Regions from separate parts of the Mus musculus genome. Here region 1 is linked to region 2. A link is a contact called in public Hi-C data. All regions are on one chromosome and are shown on one strand. The core of a region is the stretch at or near the end of the contact, and the rest is flanking DNA. Distances in the headings are between cores, read along the strand shown. Region 1 overlaps Ssbp2 (single-stranded DNA binding protein 2). Region 2 overlaps Ssbp2 (single-stranded DNA binding protein 2).

Region 1 (5,568 bases), core at 1,420-3,919, 90 kb before region 2:
AGGCCCTGAGCTGAAACAGTGCTTCCTTTATTTACATCACTGGAAGAGTGTCTACTTCTCTAGGTTGGCTCCTTTCTTACCTGACTAATGTTGAGTGTTCCAGAGGCCCAAACTAGTATCCTACAGTTCTTTCTTCACATTAGTTCAGAGAGAAACAGTAGAAAGCTAGATTCTACTGGAGCCCATACAAGCGGCAGCTCGTCCCTGGATACCAATAGTTATTCTACCTATATTTTGCTATGTCTGCCTGTAATACAGGTCTTCCATCAGTCACCCTAAACCACAATGACAATGAGGACAACCACCACCACCATCACCATCACAACAATGGCGATCACTTGCACAGATCTCTACATGTGCATGCTGTTAAGATCTCCACGGTACACATACTTCCTAACCAAGGTGTCCTGCAGGATTTCTTTCATCTACTTATTCCATCATCCTTGTCTTAGAGTCCAAGACACATTCATTCTAAAAACGACTCCCACAGCCCTTGTACTGAAGAAGCTCTTCTGTAAAGTCTCTGTCTTAGAGAGGACAGCTATGGAGCTGCAGCTCTCCACCAATAGCAGGAAATAAATGCCTGGCATTTGTATTTCAATACTAATCTTTTTCCAAGAAGGAATCCTAATATATCACTCACACCTTAGCTTACCATGACATAAGATGGGACTTCTGTCGGGTATGGCAGAGCCTGCCCATAAGCCAGCACTTAGGAAGACAAAGAGGGTGCTGAGAATTCAAGGTCAGCCTGTGCTACACAGCAAGACCACAAGCTACAAGATATTTTAAAAAATCAAACAAACAAAAAACTCAAAAACGATTTTCTTTTTGATATATACAAATATTAAATTCATAGGAAAAAATCTAAAGCTAACAGTTCTCAAATATAGATTTTCCCTTAACAACACTGTTAGCATGGATCTAAAAAAGCATATAAACTAATAAGCTATTTCAAGTTTTACCCAGAACAAATCAGTGAACATGATCAAGCAGAATTTAATGGATTTTTAAAGCAAAAATTTGAATCATTTTATTATAACTTGGAAGATTTCTATCACTGAATATTTTAAAGGTATTTAGAACATTTTATCTTTTAATAAAGTTAGTACACATCAAAAAGGAACCCAAGAATAGCTTGAGCCAAAATCTTATTACTTAGTTTAAAAAAAAAAAAAGCAAACTGTTTATTTAAAGGGGTAGAGCAGACAGCATAGAGAAAGGCACAATGTGACGATGAATTAGTAAATAAGACACTTGTTTCTGTTCACCACAAGCTGAAACAGTAACTAGATCACTGAGCCTGCTCTCACTCCCAAGCAGGTGCCCCATCTTTTCTCTCAATATGGAGAGTAACTGCTTATCTCGGATACTGCATTTTTAAACTATTTAATTGCTTCATGGAGCACAACCAAGAAGCACTATAGTTTAGCACATAAAAAAAAAAAAAAAAACACACACACACAGATAAAGGACAACTTCGTAGGGAGCTTTTTAATCTGTGTAATACTTTTAAAAGATAGTTTTAAATTACTTTAACAAAGTGCCTAAAAATAGATCATATCTATACAAAATAAAATAAACCCAACAGAAAACAGGAAATTCTGCCAATAATTGGTTCTCCCTTTTAGAACACAAAAATAAAGGGGTTTTGTTGTTTGTGGTTTGGTTTGATTAGGTTTAAGGGTTCTTAAGTGTAATAATGAGTTGTTTTAAACGCAGACTCTTGTGGGGCAGTGGTTAAAACTTAATTTACCGAAATGTATGGTTCTCTTCCTAACCCTCTGTGCCTGTGACCTACGGTAACCATGGCTCTTCCTCGCGATGCTGCTTAGGAAGCCCAGGGCAGAAGCTGATGTGCCTTCTAAAGACAGAGCTATCCAATCCTACCCTAGAGGGATGCCGTCCCTGAAGCTGTCCCACTGGGGGCTAGTCTGCTCTCCTCCCTCAGACTGCCACTCGAACTGCTTACAAGGCCTTGAGCCTGTCTTTATCACTGTAGCACATGTTTTATGATACTCTCATGCTAAAAAGTCTTCATCCTTAAAGCGATGACTTTCCTTCCTAGAAGTGGACCAAGTTCCTTTAGTACAGTTCTAGGGAAACACTGAAATACGCTTGGATGGAAGATTTTTGAAATAGAAACTTAAATATTGCTCTTTTTTTCAATATAAAAATGGCTCAAAAGCCAGGTGTGGTGAAGTACGTTAGTATTCTTAGTACTTGGGAGGCAGAGGCAGGAGGATCATTGAGTTTAGGTATAGCCTGACCTACATAGTTTTCCAGGCCACCTAAATATCCATCTCAAAATCAAATGAGCCCAGAATTCAAATATAAGAATGGAAGATTAAATACTGAGGTGCCTTAGGTTTGTACACATATTTTAATTCAATTTTTGACTTGATGTTTCTCACTCATCCATGAATTAATACACAACAAACTTTACATGCAACATATGTGTAAGGCTATAGTAAGCTGACTCTGTTCTCAGAGACAATCACAGTCTTAAAAGAAGACAGATGATTAGACTCACGTGTAAGCATCAGCGTGGTGAAAGTTACAGAGGGGAAGGTGCACTTGAAGAAAGCCAGGAAGGGCTAGTGATGAGTGCTCAAAGGTAGTCAGGATGTCACCCACTGCCACGTGGAGGGAGAGGAAGTATGTGGTAGCGTGGGCAGCATGGGAGCACGTGACAATAGGAAAGGTCAAAAGAGCTGAAGCCAAGTGTTGGCAAACTGCAGCATGGCGTGGCTGTGACTGTGCTGTAAATCACTGTCTGGCAGCCATGGGCTTCACTATGGCACTGCCATGCATTCTGTGCTCTCTCCTGTCCTGAGCCAGAGCCCCGACCTACCTATTGTCCTTCCCAGCAGTACCCAGCATCTACTTTCACAACACATATTTCACTGCCCACCCTGCCTGGAGGTCTTTTCTTCCTCTCGAGGTCCCCTTTCTAGTTTCACGATCTAAACATTAACAAACAGTAAATCAGGATTTATGGTTCCTATAACCCTTGCATTACTGGGCTGTAGCGCTGACCACACTATATTTAAAGGTGCTGTTTTGTAACTGAAAACTGTCCTAAGAGAACAGGCTAGTTTTCTTTCTTGTGTAAGTAGCACTTATTCTGAGCACAGACACGGTCAAAGGTGGCTAAACTGAGTTTATTATGTTGATATTTTGGTTTTTTTATATAATAAATGTAAGTATACAAATTCTAACATAGCATATGCTGTTTTACACCAGGCAAGTGTATCAAGTTCCTGGAAGAAAACTGACAGAAGCCAACTTAATTCATACTTGTTTTTCTTATTTCCCAATAGTCGCATGCATAAAGAAGGTAATACGGAGTAACTTATATAGTCTTCCTAGTAACATTCCCCATAGATGATGGACATGAATCAACGGTGCTACTACATATAAAATACCCACTGATTTGTAGAATCATTACATCTGGGGAGGAATCTGAGTACTAAAGGTGACCATATAACTCATTTTTAAGATCAAGGTCTAAAATATTGCACCCAGTCATAGCTAACCATTAAGTGAACATGGTTTTAAACACTGCTTATATATGAAGCCATAAAAATCATTATTTCTTTCACTATAGAATCACAAATGGTAGGTCACTCAACTAAATCAAATTAGATCCTTTAACAAAATAAAAGTTAAGGCAAAAAGAATTAGGGGGTATAAAAAGCATTTTACTCAGTAAAAGGAATAATTCATAAGTAAACTGTAGCCTTTAATGCATTTAGGGAGTGAGCATCAAACAGAGGAGACGATAGACACTATGAAACTCGAAATCCCAGTGAAGGACTCACGGCCTGCTAGATCTGGACACAAGTAAACCACAGCTCACAACTGTATCAAAAGTTGAGAAGCTGGCCGTGGTGGCGCACGCCTTTAATTCCAGCACTTGGGAGGCAGAGGCAGGAGGATTTCTGAGTTCGAGGCCAGCCTGGTCTACAAAGTGAGTTCCAGGACAGCCAGGGCTATATAGTGAAACCCTGTCTCAAAAAAACCAAAAAAAAAAAAAAATAATAATAATAATAATAATAATAATAATTTTAAAAAAATTAAAAAGTTGAGAAGCCAGATGTAATAGATACCTAACAACAGCATTCCTGCAAGCAGAAAACCTACATGCTTTCCAGCATTCTCTCTATCTTAGGCTTGACACTTACCAAGCAAGCAGAATGGAATACAAAAAGATATTTGGTACTTGGTAAACAGAAAGAGAAATAATTATTTAACACTGCAAAGTAATCAGCAAGAGAATCTAATGTGTATATATAGGTAAAAACCCAGCTAGAGGTAAAACCAACCATACAATGTTCTTTCTGACCACATACACAGCACTGAAGTAGACTGTAACGAGAGAGGGAATATACCTTTAGGTTATTTATTCTAAGATAGTGATGTCATTCTTCAATAAAAATGTTATATTCTTTACGTATTTACAAACCATTTGAGTTCTTATGCCTCAGCAGAGGCACTGTCAACCATCTTCCACACATTAAGAGTAGGCTAAACCTCTCCAAATACACGAAAATCAAAGGCCTACTCACATTGCAGGTGATTTGGGTCAGAGCATGTAAGACCCTGTGAGCATGCACAGTAAGAAGAAAGCTGTCAAATATTGAATGAGCTTCACTGAAGTTTTGGTTAAGCTGATTTTGAAAAAAACTGTATGTTTGAAAGGACTTTATAAACATTCTTATTAGAATAGCAACGCTAACAAGCCCCAAGGAAGCAATGCTTGCTGACCTGAAGAAGACAGACAAGGGTTCCTTGATGATAGGAGAGAGCTGGCCATGAGATGAGATGGTCAACAGAAGTCCTGAAGATCCATAGACACAGGACTCAATGACCCAATGAGAGTTACATTCTCTCAAGAACTCAATATGAGGATGGGGAGTTTTCTCCACAGTACAGGGGCCAGAAGAATGAGAAAGAAAACAAAAGTGTGGACACCAACATTTAACATGTGCCAGGCTGTTAGGCTGGACAAGTGGACATCACAACACAGAAATGAAAGCACTGAGCTGAGGCACAGCATCATGGGCAAGGGCTAGAGACCCTAACGACAGCCAGGACGGGCTACTAGCACAGTGCAGCTATCTGAAGACCCAGCGGTATTGGGATGCCAGGACTGTGGGACAAACAATGAGGACAGCAGACGCTGTGGGGTGGAGTCTTCCTGAAATGATGAGCAGAGTGGCAGTGCAGTAGATGGCAGAGCAGTGCAGTGGAGCTGCCAGGTCCTCGGGAGCCCAGACAGTCAGAAATCCCAGAATGTCAACAGTGAACTTTCTATACTACTGGGTTTTGTGTTTTCTTTAACTTGATTGTAAATGTGCCCTGTTATTCTCTTTTGAAATACAAGTTCAAAAAGAACTCTGGATATGTAAGAGATTGAACTTCTAAGGTAGGACAATTTTTAAAAACTGTGGTCTTTAAACAGTTGGAATGTGTTTTATATTTTGATATTGGTACTAAGTTAAAAAAAATTAAAAAGGGGCAAGCAATGACCAAGGCAAGACTCACATACTATAACACAATGTA
Region 2 (5,503 bases), core at 2,526-5,025:
CAAAGCCACAGGATCTCTATAACACAGGGCAACAGCAGGATATCAAAGAGGAGATCCAGTGAAATTCCAAGATCAATAGAGTAGCAGAAGCCAGAGGTCTCTTTCCATACCAAAAAGTCATTGCAATGAGCATTTGCAAGCAAAGAAATATGGCCAAAAGGGTATGTGTGAGACACACTGTGGCACTTCAGCCTCCACAGTGAGATTCCTTTCTCTGCTCAGTTGGAGGCAGCAAGGGTGGAGGATGTAGTCTATGGAGGAGGAGATGAGTGGGATTGGGGTGCACAGTGAACCAATTAAAAAAATTAAAAAGAATATGTTGTATGAAAAAAATTTCAATTAACAACAACAAAAAAGGCAGAATTATTACCCCTGGGGCTGAAGAGCTGGCTTTGCCATTAAGAACTCATACTGCTTTTGCAGAGAATCCAAGTTTGGGTGCAGGCATCCATATCAGGCAGATGACGACTGCTGCTCTGGAAGCTCCAGAGGGCCCCAAACAGCGGCACCTGCACTCATGGTCCACATTCACAGTCTTATACACATAATAAAAATAATAAATATTACTAAAAATAAATCTTAGCCCTTATTGAAATGATCGCTGATTACAAATCAAGATGCTTCACTTCTGATAAAAATGGAGACTATTATATCTATTTTATGGGGCGTATGAGGATTCAGATGATGGATATATGCAAAGTACTTTTAAGACATTTAAAACACTTTTTAAAAATTATCCTAAAGCTGGGCAGTGGTGGCAAATGCCTTTAATCCCAGCACTTGGGAGTCAGAGGTAGGCAGATGAAAAAATGCGAATTTCTGAGTTCAAAGCCAGCCTGGTCTACAAAGTGAGTTCCAGGACAGTCAGGGCTACACAAAGAAACCCTGTCTCAAGCCCCCCCCCCACCCCCCCAAAAAAAATTCCTAACAAAGTTTCTCATAGCTAGCCCAATCAGGAAAGTTTCATATTAAATAAATAAAATTTGTCTTCCTCGTCCTTTCAATTCTTCATTTTTCACAAAAGACTCATTCTGTGCTTTCAAGGGGTCCGGAGGGGCGTTGTTTTCCTTTGTTTTTGTCTCCAGCACGTTTTTATTCTTTCACACATTCTTGCCTTTTCTCTAAGACTAAAATCTGCTTTCCGCTATGTATCAAGTCTGGCAAGTTAATTCCATTTGCACAATGACCACACCCTTCTCTCTGTCCCAGGCACTGCCCTGGCTGAGCTGCTCACTGACTGTTCAGGAAGGCACAGCAACAGCAGTAAGGGCCAGCCAGGCATTACTAACACTCTTGTCTCACAGGCCAGCTCAAGAGTTCTAGCAACCACATGTTGGCTTAGAACTATCCATACTGAGATCTGACGCCCTCTTATGGTGTGTCTGAAGACAGCTACAGTGTACTTAGATATAATAATACTAAATAGTTTTTTTAAAAAAAAGATTTGATTTCCAGCTGCCAGGTAAAAGGAACTACACTTACGATAATCTTATCAGTTACATAGTTTAGAATACAAATGTATAGACCTAAGATTATTTTAAATGGTACTTTATATTTCTATGTTATAAACTAAAATGCATAGGGCTTTTTAATTAAGCCATCAAATGGTAAGATTTTGTGAGCCTGTATTTCCAAATTCCACAGGTTTAAAAAGATATTTACCTCAGAGGAAAGAAGTTTCCTGGAATTTTGATTTTTAAAATTAATGGAAAAAAGTAGGAACATTTGTATACAAGCATAAACAGGAAGTAAATTTTCTAATAATATATGCTCTAGAGGATGGCAGCAAACTGAAACTGGGAACTGCATGTTTCACCAGAGTACACCAGTGACAGACAAGCGTCTGCAGAGCTCAGGTCAGACGTAAGACTGAAGCTTACAAACCATCTGCTTCCCTCAACAGCACAAGCCCTCTCCTCCCCAAGGCTGTTGGCTGTCCTTTCTCTTGTGTGTGTGCTTGTGTGTGTGTGTGTGTGTGTGTGTGTGTGTGTGTGCGCGCTCACGCATACACACATGCATCTGTCTGTCCATCTTCCACACATCCCACCTCTCCCATTCTTTTCTTTGACTTTTCACTCTTAGGTTGTGTTTTATGTTAACTCTGGAACTAGTGGGAAAGCACAGAACTAATCATGGAATACACTTAGTTTAACATGTGAGGGTGGTAAACCACAATGCTCCAGACTCTGTAACTCCTAATCTGGCCCCTGCCTTTTGTCCTAGCTGAGAATATGCCCTTTCCTAGTACTACAACCTCAGATCAACTGGTTTAAACTACCTGTTACAGTCAAGGCCCTCTTGTGACTCTACAGGAACTGTCACTTGCCCTTGACACTTTCCCTCTACTGCCTTTCAGTTCAGCTTTGATTTACTTCCTCCGCAATGCCTCTCCTTATGCTTCCAACATTTGTGAGTATGGCTCCTGTGTTTATATTTGTATTATAAATATATTTTTATATTTTTATTGTAACACACATACTTCTGTTATATTATGTTTGACTTGCTTATCTAGCCCACCAATTTTCTGGATGGTGATATAGTTGCATTTGTATTTAGTAAACAGGCTTAAACAAAAAAAAATTCCAACTTCAAATCCATTTGAAAAGTGACAGGAAGTCATAAAATTATATTTTATTACTCATTGGTCATAGCTGGTTCCAATAATACCAGCAGGCTCCTGAGTAGTGACAAAGGGAACCACTAACACAGGCCAACTTCCTTCATCAGACCACAGACTTAGGCCCAGTTCTAAACTCTTAAGACAAGACAGCCATGTATCTGTTGGATTGAATTCAGCCCTCAGTAAAAGTTTCACTCTGGACAATGGTCAGGAATACTCTTTCATCATGCATTGTTTTGGAAGGGTAGAGTCATACCTTTTTGGTAGTTCTCAGAAGAGCCCTTAACTTCAAAACTGTGAATTATCCATGATTCACATACACAAAGCAAATGCTGAAAAGAACGCATTCATAGTTTTATGGGGAAAAACCCAAGAAAATATTTTTAAATATTGCATATGCTGTATGTTAAGTTCAACAAACTTTAAAGTTTAAAGTATTTACATGCTAATTATTAACATTAATTTTGATTATCTCCAAATTAAGTTACTTCAAAGTTCAAAGTCCAGGTGTCCTTCTGAATCTCTGAGTCACAGAAAGGAGAGACAATGGCTGGTTTAAAAGCTATTCCTTCTGATAGCTGATATAAAAAACTAAAGTCTAGCACAAAAAGGGACAAAGGATGAAGGACATTATTATTGATCGCCATGCTGCAGATATAGGTTAAGTTATTGAAGAAGTAGCAAAAATGAAGTAGGCATAAAAACATAAACATAGAGAAAAACTAGACATCCTCACTCTTTTAATCCGCGTATCCAATATGAACATCTGTGGTAATCACAAGCATCAGCACATCCATAAAGATGCCAATAAAGAGAAGACTTGGCGGCACCTAGGAGGTAACTGTGAAGTTAGGGCTGAAGACAGCACAGGAGCAGAGCACTCCCAGCATGCACTGGACCCCAAGCTCAATCCCTTTACTAGAAAGGAAAAGAACAGTCTCGATCTAAACACCTTAAATCCATCACTTACCAAATTACAGTTTTGATTTTTTTTTTTTAACACTATACGAGAGACCAGCCTTAAACCCAGAAAACAGCGCAATGACCTTGCGCAACTGTAGTGGAATGGACGGTTGGCCCAATTACAGGAACAATGTTCAAACAAAGGCTTGCACCTGTTCCTGCTGTGTGTGCGACAAACAGAGGAAACCCACAACCACAACTGAGCAAGTGTGGTTCCAGTGCCACAGAACTTCAACTAAGTCATGCCTGTGGGGGAGAGGCTGGCTAAAAAGATGATGATTAAATAATGTACAAGGGAACTACATGCCTGGCCCTTTATTTCCTTCCTTTAAAGATGATGTTGAAAATGAGTGGCCAAGGCAACAGATGATACTTCTGATAGAGATGGAGACAGAGGGAGGGTGCAAGGAAGAGAGACAGAGACAGAGACACAGAAAGAACCAGCTAGCCTAGCTTAACCAAAGATCTGTCCTACCAATTGCTGCTGCAGAAAAGTATATCTGTATATACTGTGTCACAGTGACTTTATATGCATCAGTATTATCTTGGCTTTAAACAGTATCTAGCAAGGTTTTTTGTGTTTCTAATCTCACCCCCCCACACTCTCTCTCTCTCTCACACACACACACACACACACAAACACACATGTCCTCAGGCCTCCCTCCCTTCCCTCTTCCTCAGCCCCATTGGTTATATATAAATACTTACGATGATTTCCCACCTAAACCATACACTACCACAATCACTTCACTGAGCACCCTCATCACAACTTCTCATATCATACTTGGCAGAGAATAACTGAATTTCTTATCACCAAACCTACAAGCACCCCTGCACCTCCTCCCATATTACAGTAACAGAGACAGACTCCTCTTTGTTACATGTTCCAGTCTGTGTGCAATTATACACTCTTCTTTGACCTCCAATTCTACCTACCCCTGTGGTACCAAGCTCTGTTTTTCTTCCTATCCTCTCTGTGAGCATCAGAACAACTAACACTCTCCCAGCCAATCGGCACACTTGGCCAGGTGTCACCCTTTACACTCATCACAGCTGAGACTCTTGCATGGCTCACTAGATCTACCCTTTGCCACCCTCAGCCTCTCAGTCTTGAATGTGCTCACCATATGTACCATTTGCTGTTGTTATTTTAAGGTATGAGTAGTCTAATGTTGAATATGTCAATCAGATCAGTGTCTCCTACCTCAATGCTCCCAAGAGAAGTGAAGTTCAAAGAAGAAACTGGGTGGTTAGCACGCCAATACACATGACTGCCTACTACCAACTTAGTCTCACGGCAACTCTCAGACCTCTTTACAGAAAGCAATCTTATAGCTAGTCAGAAGTTAAGAGCCAAGAAAAAGTGCCATTCTCATCTGCCGCAGCAAGACAAGAAAGGAGACTGCTATGGAATGAATTGTACCTTCTCCACATTTAGACACTGAAGTCCTGACTCCCTGTGTGTTGGTACTTTGAAGTGAAGTCTCTGGAAAATAATTACATTTAGCTGACATCATGAGGGTAGAGCCGTCACGATGGGATTAGTTCCCTTGTAAGAATAAACACTGATTCCCTGTGTTCCCTGTCTCCCACCACCATGCAAGGATATGCTGCCTACGAGCCATCAGAAGAGCCCTCATTACAAGACTGATCTAACAGCACTGTGATCTCAGAATGCCTATCCTCTGCAGCCCTAAGGAAATACACTTCACTGTATGTGCCATTCAACCTACAGTATCTCTTATAGCAACTCTCCAAATGAACGTACTGAGCACAGTTAAAACCCCACACACCAGCTCCAAGTCCATTCTGATTCAACAGTAGTATCTTTAAGGAAATGCAGGAATATTGGTCTTGAGATTTTGGTTTTTGTTTTCAAACACTACATTTTAGTTCACAACTGTAGAAAATGAAAAACCA

What was found. A called contact is a pair of places that touch in the nucleus more often than the background predicts.
Region 1: a contact with region 2 is called in a Hi-C map of CD8 T cells, with 1.7 times the contacts expected there. The contact joins two enhancer-like sites. A contact is called at or near these places in 9 of 484 Hi-C or Micro-C datasets (CD4 T cells, CD8 T cells, bone marrow-derived DN2 thymocytes and 4 more), 1 of 115 datasets of contacts at active chromatin or transcription factors (CD8 T cells) and 2 of 9 other capture datasets (adipose tissue and liver).

Annotation. Positions count from the first base shown.
Region 1 is chr13:91,628,707-91,634,274 of GRCm38.p6, reverse strand. All of the region lies in intron 4 of Ssbp2 (single-stranded DNA binding protein 2), which reads right to left. Among named protein-coding and RNA genes, the nearest start is that of Gm22778, 92 kb to the left of the region's middle. Within about 2 kb of position 2,669, at least 11 of the 459 cell types and tissues checked have an H3K27ac peak or open chromatin away from gene starts, as enhancers often do. A contact at or near this core is called in CD8 T cells, where this site is marked.
Region 2 is chr13:91,539,468-91,544,970 of GRCm38.p6, reverse strand. The region is part of intron 3 of Ssbp2 (single-stranded DNA binding protein 2); the gene reads right to left. Among named protein-coding and RNA genes, the nearest start is that of Gm41016, 8.2 kb to the right of the region's middle. Within about 2 kb of position 3,775, at least 94 of the 459 cell types and tissues checked have an H3K27ac peak or open chromatin away from gene starts, as enhancers often do. A contact at or near this core is called in CD8 T cells, where this site is marked.